2 separate regions of the Oryctolagus cuniculus genome follow, and region 2 is linked to region 1. A link is a contact called in public Micro-C data. All regions are on one chromosome and are shown on one strand. The core of a region is the stretch at or near the end of the contact, and the rest is flanking DNA. Distances in the headings are between cores, read along the strand shown.

Region 1 (3,173 bases), core at 366-2,865:
CCCCGTGTGGCCTGTCTTCGTTGACTTCGGCCCATCTAAATACATGCATGTTGTCAAGCTTTCGCTTCTCGCCTTTCAAACAACCCTCTCATGTCAGCCCATATTTTAAACCCAATAAAAAATAAATCAGAGAAAAGTAAAACCCTTTGAAAGTCATTTCCCTCCACCTTACTGCTTACTTTAGTGTTGGTTAAAAACCAAGCCCAGGGCATTTAAAACAAGATTTATGAATCAGGCTCTTCAGGATGAATGTTTTGCAATGTGCCAGTGGTTAAAAATTAACTTTGACAGGTGTAGAAGGGCCAGGGGGAGAAAGAGGCATTTATTCTCCACTCTGGGCTTGAGGGTGCAATAGTAGACTTCAATTATGCTACATTAATATTTCTGGATATATCCATGAAATCTGAAATATGTAAAGACACTTATAATGGGTTTCATTCAAATGCACCCTGTGCTAAATGGGACCCTTTTTACCTTGGTTGCCCTATAGAAATCTACTTTAGCTACCTAAGTATGAATAGCGTAAACATAACACAGTTATTCAAGAAAACCTGCTGTTTGGCTTTAAATATTTTTAAGACTTTCGGGAACAAAAGGGAACAGCAAACTGTCGACAGGGTACTGCAAGCTCCCGCTGTGTACCTAACCTTTCCGGATCTCAGCTTCCCTCCAGAAAAGAGAACCCTGCCTTCGGGCTGCTGGCCGCTGGCCCTGCTCAACGAGCTGCTGTATGAGAGTTCTTGGCGAGTGGGGAAGCCTATTCAAAAAAATAAAAATAAAACCAATCATCGGGATGATTATCCTGCCGTGCCCAGGTGCATGCCAGGAAGGCTCCAAACAGTCCTCGCCGTGTAGAAACGCGTGACTGGCGGCTTCAACAGGCAGGAAAAACTACAGAAGCGCTCCATGCAAGCGGACAAGCAGCGGAAGGGCATCCACAGACCGCATCGCAGACTCCACCTGCACAGAAGCAGGGGCAGGGCCGACCTGGGTGCAGAGAGAGCGGCTGGCACTGTGTGGGACCGCTGCGTACAACTGTACATTTGTGCTCTGGGCAAGGGCACCTGGGCCAGGTGATGGGGGGAGGGGGAAGCACGGTGCTAAAACCCAGGCCACTCCCCTCACCAAGCCACACACACAGAGAAGGCGGCACCCTACACAAGCACCTCCTTCTTTCTAAGCTGTGCACCCACTGGGGTGGCAACTGTTCACAGAGCTTCCCTTTCAACATTGCACTTGAGCGTCTGCAGGCTCCCGGAGGCTCCAGCTCAGCTGGCTGGGGATATGGGTCAGTGGGGAGACGGGCCGGATGGAGCTCGGGGGGTGGACTGAGGGAGGCAGGGCCCTCCAGGTCGCTGCGGCTACAGCAGAGGGCAGGGGGACACGACAGGGCCATGCATTTCTGTACGGCTCAGCTCATCTAATCCTCCTCACCGGCCCAGGAGAGAGGTCTTACTCCCATTCCAGAGTCTGGAAAACAGTTTGGAAAAGCCGACTTAAGTCAGCGGCAAAGAGCCGAGGCTCAAATCCAGGCTCACGGCTCCTTCCACGGCGGGTGGGACGGGGGCCTTCCCCGGGAGGCCGCAAACACTGGGTTGTGACTTTTACTCGTGTGACCCACAGGAGCTAACGGCAGAGATGTCGTGGTTTATTATGTGCTGGAAACCCAGGAGGGGTCGGGGGATGTTAAAAGCAGCCTCATTTGCACAGGAAGGCTTTGCCGGCTGCAGGCAGCAGGGGGCAGCAGACACACCAGGCTGTATCCAGGGGCAGCTCCTGGCAGACCTGGCCTGCCCTGGTCCGGGAGCGTGGGGTGGGCCTCACGTTTACTTCACGTCCAGAATGACGGAGCTGGACAGTGCCTTTCTCTCTACGCTGATGCCTTCTAGGGTCCTGTCACTTAGAACGTGTACTGCTTTTGTAAAATTGCAGGCCATCACTTCTGCGCTCTGCATTTGTTTTGAATAAATCTTGAAATGCCAGCAACCCAAATGCTATTCCTCCTTCCCCGATTCCAACTGAACCTATTCTTCAAGGCCACTGTCAGGTTCAATTTCTTCCACAGAGCCGGGCGCCGCAGCTCACTAGGCTAACCCTCCGTCTTGCGGCGCCGGCACACCGGGTTCTAGTCCCGGTTGGGGCGCCGGATTCTGTCCTGGTTGCCCCTCTTCCAGGCCAGCTCTCTGTTGTGGCCAGGGAGTGCAGTGGAGGATGGCCCAAGTCCTTGGGCCCTGCACCCGCATGGGAGACCAGGAAAAGCACCTGGCTCCTGCCATCGGATCAGCGTGGTGTGCCGGCCGCTGCGGCCATTGGAGGGTGAACCAACGGCAAAAGGAAGACCTTTCTCTCTGTCCCTCTCTGTGTCCACTCTGCCTGTCCAAAAAAAAAAAAATTTCTTCCGCAGGCCTTTTCCGTCTCCCTACCCTGAATACCCACCAACTGTGCCTTCTGTGCTCAGGGAGTACTTGCACGCGCCCCCCCCCCCCCCCACCATCCCCAGTATTTAGCTATACCTTGCATGCTAACAGGTCATGTCTGAGCTGAGACTTTGCCTCAAACATCAGCATGGCAAGTTCTACATGGTAACAACCACAACACATAACAGTGTGGTGCCCCCAGTACACTCACACACTCACTGTGACAAGATGCGGGGGGGGGGGGGGGTTTCAGGGAAAATGCTGCAGCCCTTCCAGGCCTAAGAAATCGGTTCTTCTCCCTGGGGTGCCCTGCCGGATCACCAAAGGAGTTCAGGGTGGCTTCCCTACAGAGGGGGAAGAGAGCCCTATGAGGTTTCCCAAGGGAGAACACAGCCACTCGATTCCAAAGGGCTGATGCGACAGACGGAGGAGGGAGGGCACACAAAGGGACACACGAGGGTTGGAAGACGACTTGGATTTCAGTTTTTTTTTTTTTTTTTTTAAGAGGCCGCATGAATCTTGGGATGATCTAGCGAATGTTCCCGGCTTTGTCATTCTAGAGCAGAGCAGGTAGAATGAACCTTCCTTGGAACCGGCACACGGGTTCCTTAGTGGAGGGAGGTGGGGTCCTCGGAGCTATCCAGCAGCAGTAAGGGCACATTATGAAAACCGGCAGATCCGCTTTGACTTAAGAGATCCCAGACGTTCAACTGACACCAGTCAGACCAATCAAACCCCAGCACGCACTAAGCCACC
Region 2 (3,173 bases), core at 230-2,729, 100 kb before region 1:
CGTGAGGGGTTGAGCACTTACTGACAGAAAACGAAGGACTGCTGTTAGAGGAAGTGCCTGGCCCCCCACGAGTCACAGCGTCAGCAACCTGCACGCACAAAGCCCTTGTTAGGCGTGAGCCGCTGTGGCAACAGCTTTGCGTCTATTAATTCACTGATTCCCAACCAGTGTTGTTTCTAGTGATCTTCCCCAACCTCTTCCCACGACTCTTCTTGAATTTGCTTTTTCTATGATTTTCTTCTTAAAAGGCTCCTTTTTCCAAACGTCTATGGAGATTTCTGCACTAAGAAAAATTTTAAAAATCAGCGGCACTTGCTCAGGCCAAGATTGTTTGCCTGGCAATCTCTGGGATCCAGGGCAGGTGGCCATAGCCCCCTGTCTTTCACCTGGAGCCGTGTTTCTGAGCCATGGCGGCCCTGCAGAATCAAAGTCTCCAAGCCCCAGGTGCAAAGTCTGCTCCCTTAGATCAGGCACTGCCTCTTCAAACGGAATGTGCATGAGAGTCAGCTACAACCTAGACCAGCTGCAGGGGCTGCTCTAGTGGAGCCCAGAAGAGGCTGAGCTGCACACTGCAGGAGACACTGTGAGTAGCAAAAGATCCCAGCCCCCTGCTGCTAACCCGGCCCGGGCTCGCTCACGGTGCTCATTTCTCGTCATGAGCCTGGTAGGCTCTGTTTGTGCTTGAAGCCCCAACCTCAGAGAAACAGCAGATAGGAACAGTGGCAAAGGAAGGCGGTGGCTCACACAAGAGGGAAAATCAAGCTTGGGGCTTTGAAAATTCATCCAGAATGCAGGATTTGGGCATCAAGGATACACCATCACCAAAGGCCTGGGAGACGTCTTGAAATGGGAACACCCTTCAAACCCGGCTTGTTTCAAAATCATGCGCCATTTTTATTCTGACAAATTCTGATTTCGTGGTTATCATCTTCCTGCAGCATTTTAGGGCCAGGATGGTGCTTCCTCTGAGCTCTTTGCTGAATTTGACAATGATCCCCCAGTCTACACCGTCTGTGGCTCTGTGCCAAGTACTAGTAGCCATGATATGTTCCTACATGATCTCCTAGTAGGCACGTCTGCTTGCAAGACGTCTTGCGTCATTTAAGTCCCATGGTTGAAAGCAAAACTAAATCCTGCTGTGAAATGCTCCAAGAGCCTGCAGCCTCTCCCTCAGCTTCCTCATTTGCATTGAACAAAGAGGCCAGAGCCCACTGATCTCTGAGGTGTCTCCACCCTCTGCCTCCCTCTGGGCTCTGAGCCCAGATCAGGGCCTGAGTCATCAGTTGGAGCCTTCCACGAGGAGGACTTCGAAGGTAGTGATAATTCCCCAAATGAGCACTGCCTGATTCTCTGCTCTCTTACATCTGTTTTATCCTTCAAGATGGCAAAGTGGCCGTCTTACTAGATTTGGAAATGCTTCTCTTGTTCCAGAGGGAAACAGTGAGTGGGAGATTCAGGCTGGAGAGACATTCCAGACCTAATTCTGCCAAAGAGGTGTTCAAGGAAGAAAAAAATCAGGGTTTTTAATAAGGGAAATTATTCTTCTCCTTATTTACAATGTAGGGGGTCCCCAAAAGGTAAAACCGAAAGACGAGCAAACAAACAACTTAAAGACAAACTCCATGCTCCATGACAACCATGGGCTCAGTCTGGCAGAGGTGAACTAGGCAGCCGGTAAGTGGTGTCTACTCGCCTCCGTTTCCTGGAACGCTTGCCGTGGGATGAATCCAGACTGTCCTGTCCTGAGCAACTGAGTCTTAAGGCCGCTCTTTCAACATTTCCAGAGTGCTCAGGGTGATTTCAACTGGGTGCCTGTTGAAGCTTGTTCAAAACGCAGCTCCTGGAATGAACCTGGGAAAGATGGGAAATGCTGGGGAGCTAAATGCGTGTTTATTTTGGAAGCACAGGGCCAGTGCAGTCCAGTGCTCATGACAGGGAGGTAACTCTTGTAAGGCTTCCCTGGTGCAGGGAAGGGAGAGGTGTTTCTGTCAACCTAGGCCTGGATAGAACCTTGGCCAGGCCTCCACAGCTCCACAGGCCAGGGTTTCCGATCACAGGGGTGCCCTTGCTTTCTTTTCAACGACACACAATAGGGACCCATTGAGAAAGTGCGCACTTGATTTTTACAGCCTTGATGGTGAATGCAGCCATGTTTTAAAACAAACGCCAAATAGTACCTGGCAATCAGTAGAGCATTCTTCCAACCACTCTGATTTTCAGAAACACTCCCACCATCCCCAGACCTCCCTGTGTCCTGTCAGCAACCTAGTTGAAGCAAACATTATCAGTGTGCTCACTTGGGTATCGTATTGTGACTTGAGTTGGTGGCCAGGGAACACTTATCTGGAAGATTGCCTCGACTGTCTCTCATTCTTAGTCAAAGCAAATCATTCGACATAGAGGTAACTAGAACTAAGGAAAACTTCAGGTGTGACCACCATAAAATATATCAATTAAGTTTTGCTTCTACTTCCCGGGTCCTAATGCATAGGAACACTGTGCCTGGAGAAAAACAAGGTGGATTTTAATCTGCTCGTATGTAGAGAAGGAGTTGGAAAATAATGAGTCTTCTTAGGTTTTGGGCTTCTCTTTTCTCAAAATGAAGATAATAAAATATTGCAGCACATTGTCTTAGTGCAATACCTGGCTGTAAATGTAAGTCTTGAAAGGTTAACCTTACTAGGGAGTTTGCACTCGGGTTGAAAAGTTGGGAAAGGTTATTGGGAGAATCTAATTCACCCTCCATATGTATCAACTTCGAATTGCATTAAGACAGAAAACTCCATTAAGAGTATTTAATGAATTTTTTTTAAATTTAAATCAATTTTTTTGGGAAAAAAAAATCTCTCCAAATCTTCATGGCCCAGGAAAGTCTTTAGGTCACAGCTGTGCCCATTCTCTTGCCATTGAAGTCCTTGCCTGTGGGCCAGGTTTTCTGGGGGTGGAGTTGGGGGTGGTGCAGGTGCTATCACTCACACAGCACCCATGCAACACCCTTTCCCCTCTCCCCCTCCCCCTCCCTCTCTCCCCTCCCCCCTCCCCCTCCCCCTCCCCTCCTTCTCCCCTCTCTCCCCCTCCCCTTCTCCCCCCTCCCCCCTCCTTTTCCCCTCTCTCCCCCTCCTTCTCCCCCTCCTTCTCCCCCTCCCCCCCTCCCCTTCTCCCCTCCCCCCTCC

The links. A called contact is a pair of places that touch in the nucleus more often than the background predicts.
Region 2: a Micro-C map of ear pinna shows a contact between it and region 1, with 2.2 times the contacts expected there. The contact joins two enhancer-like sites. A contact is called at or near these places in 3 of 6 Hi-C or Micro-C datasets (ear pinna, liver and an unstated tissue).

Annotation. Positions count from the first base shown.
Region 1 is chr14:89,210,418-89,213,590 of mOryCun1.1, reverse strand. The region is part of intron 7 of PIK3R1 (phosphoinositide-3-kinase regulatory subunit 1); the gene reads right to left. Among named protein-coding and RNA genes, the nearest start is that of PIK3R1, 72 kb to the right of the region's middle. Within about 2 kb of position 1,615, at least 1 of the 8 cell types and tissues checked has an H3K27ac peak or open chromatin away from gene starts, as enhancers often do. A contact at or near this core is called in ear pinna, where this site is marked.
Region 2 is chr14:89,313,292-89,316,464 of mOryCun1.1, reverse strand. No RefSeq gene overlaps it. Among named protein-coding and RNA genes, the nearest start is that of PIK3R1, 170 kb to the right of the region's middle. Within about 2 kb of position 1,479, at least 1 of the 8 cell types and tissues checked has an H3K27ac peak or open chromatin away from gene starts, as enhancers often do. A contact at or near this core is called in ear pinna, where this site is marked.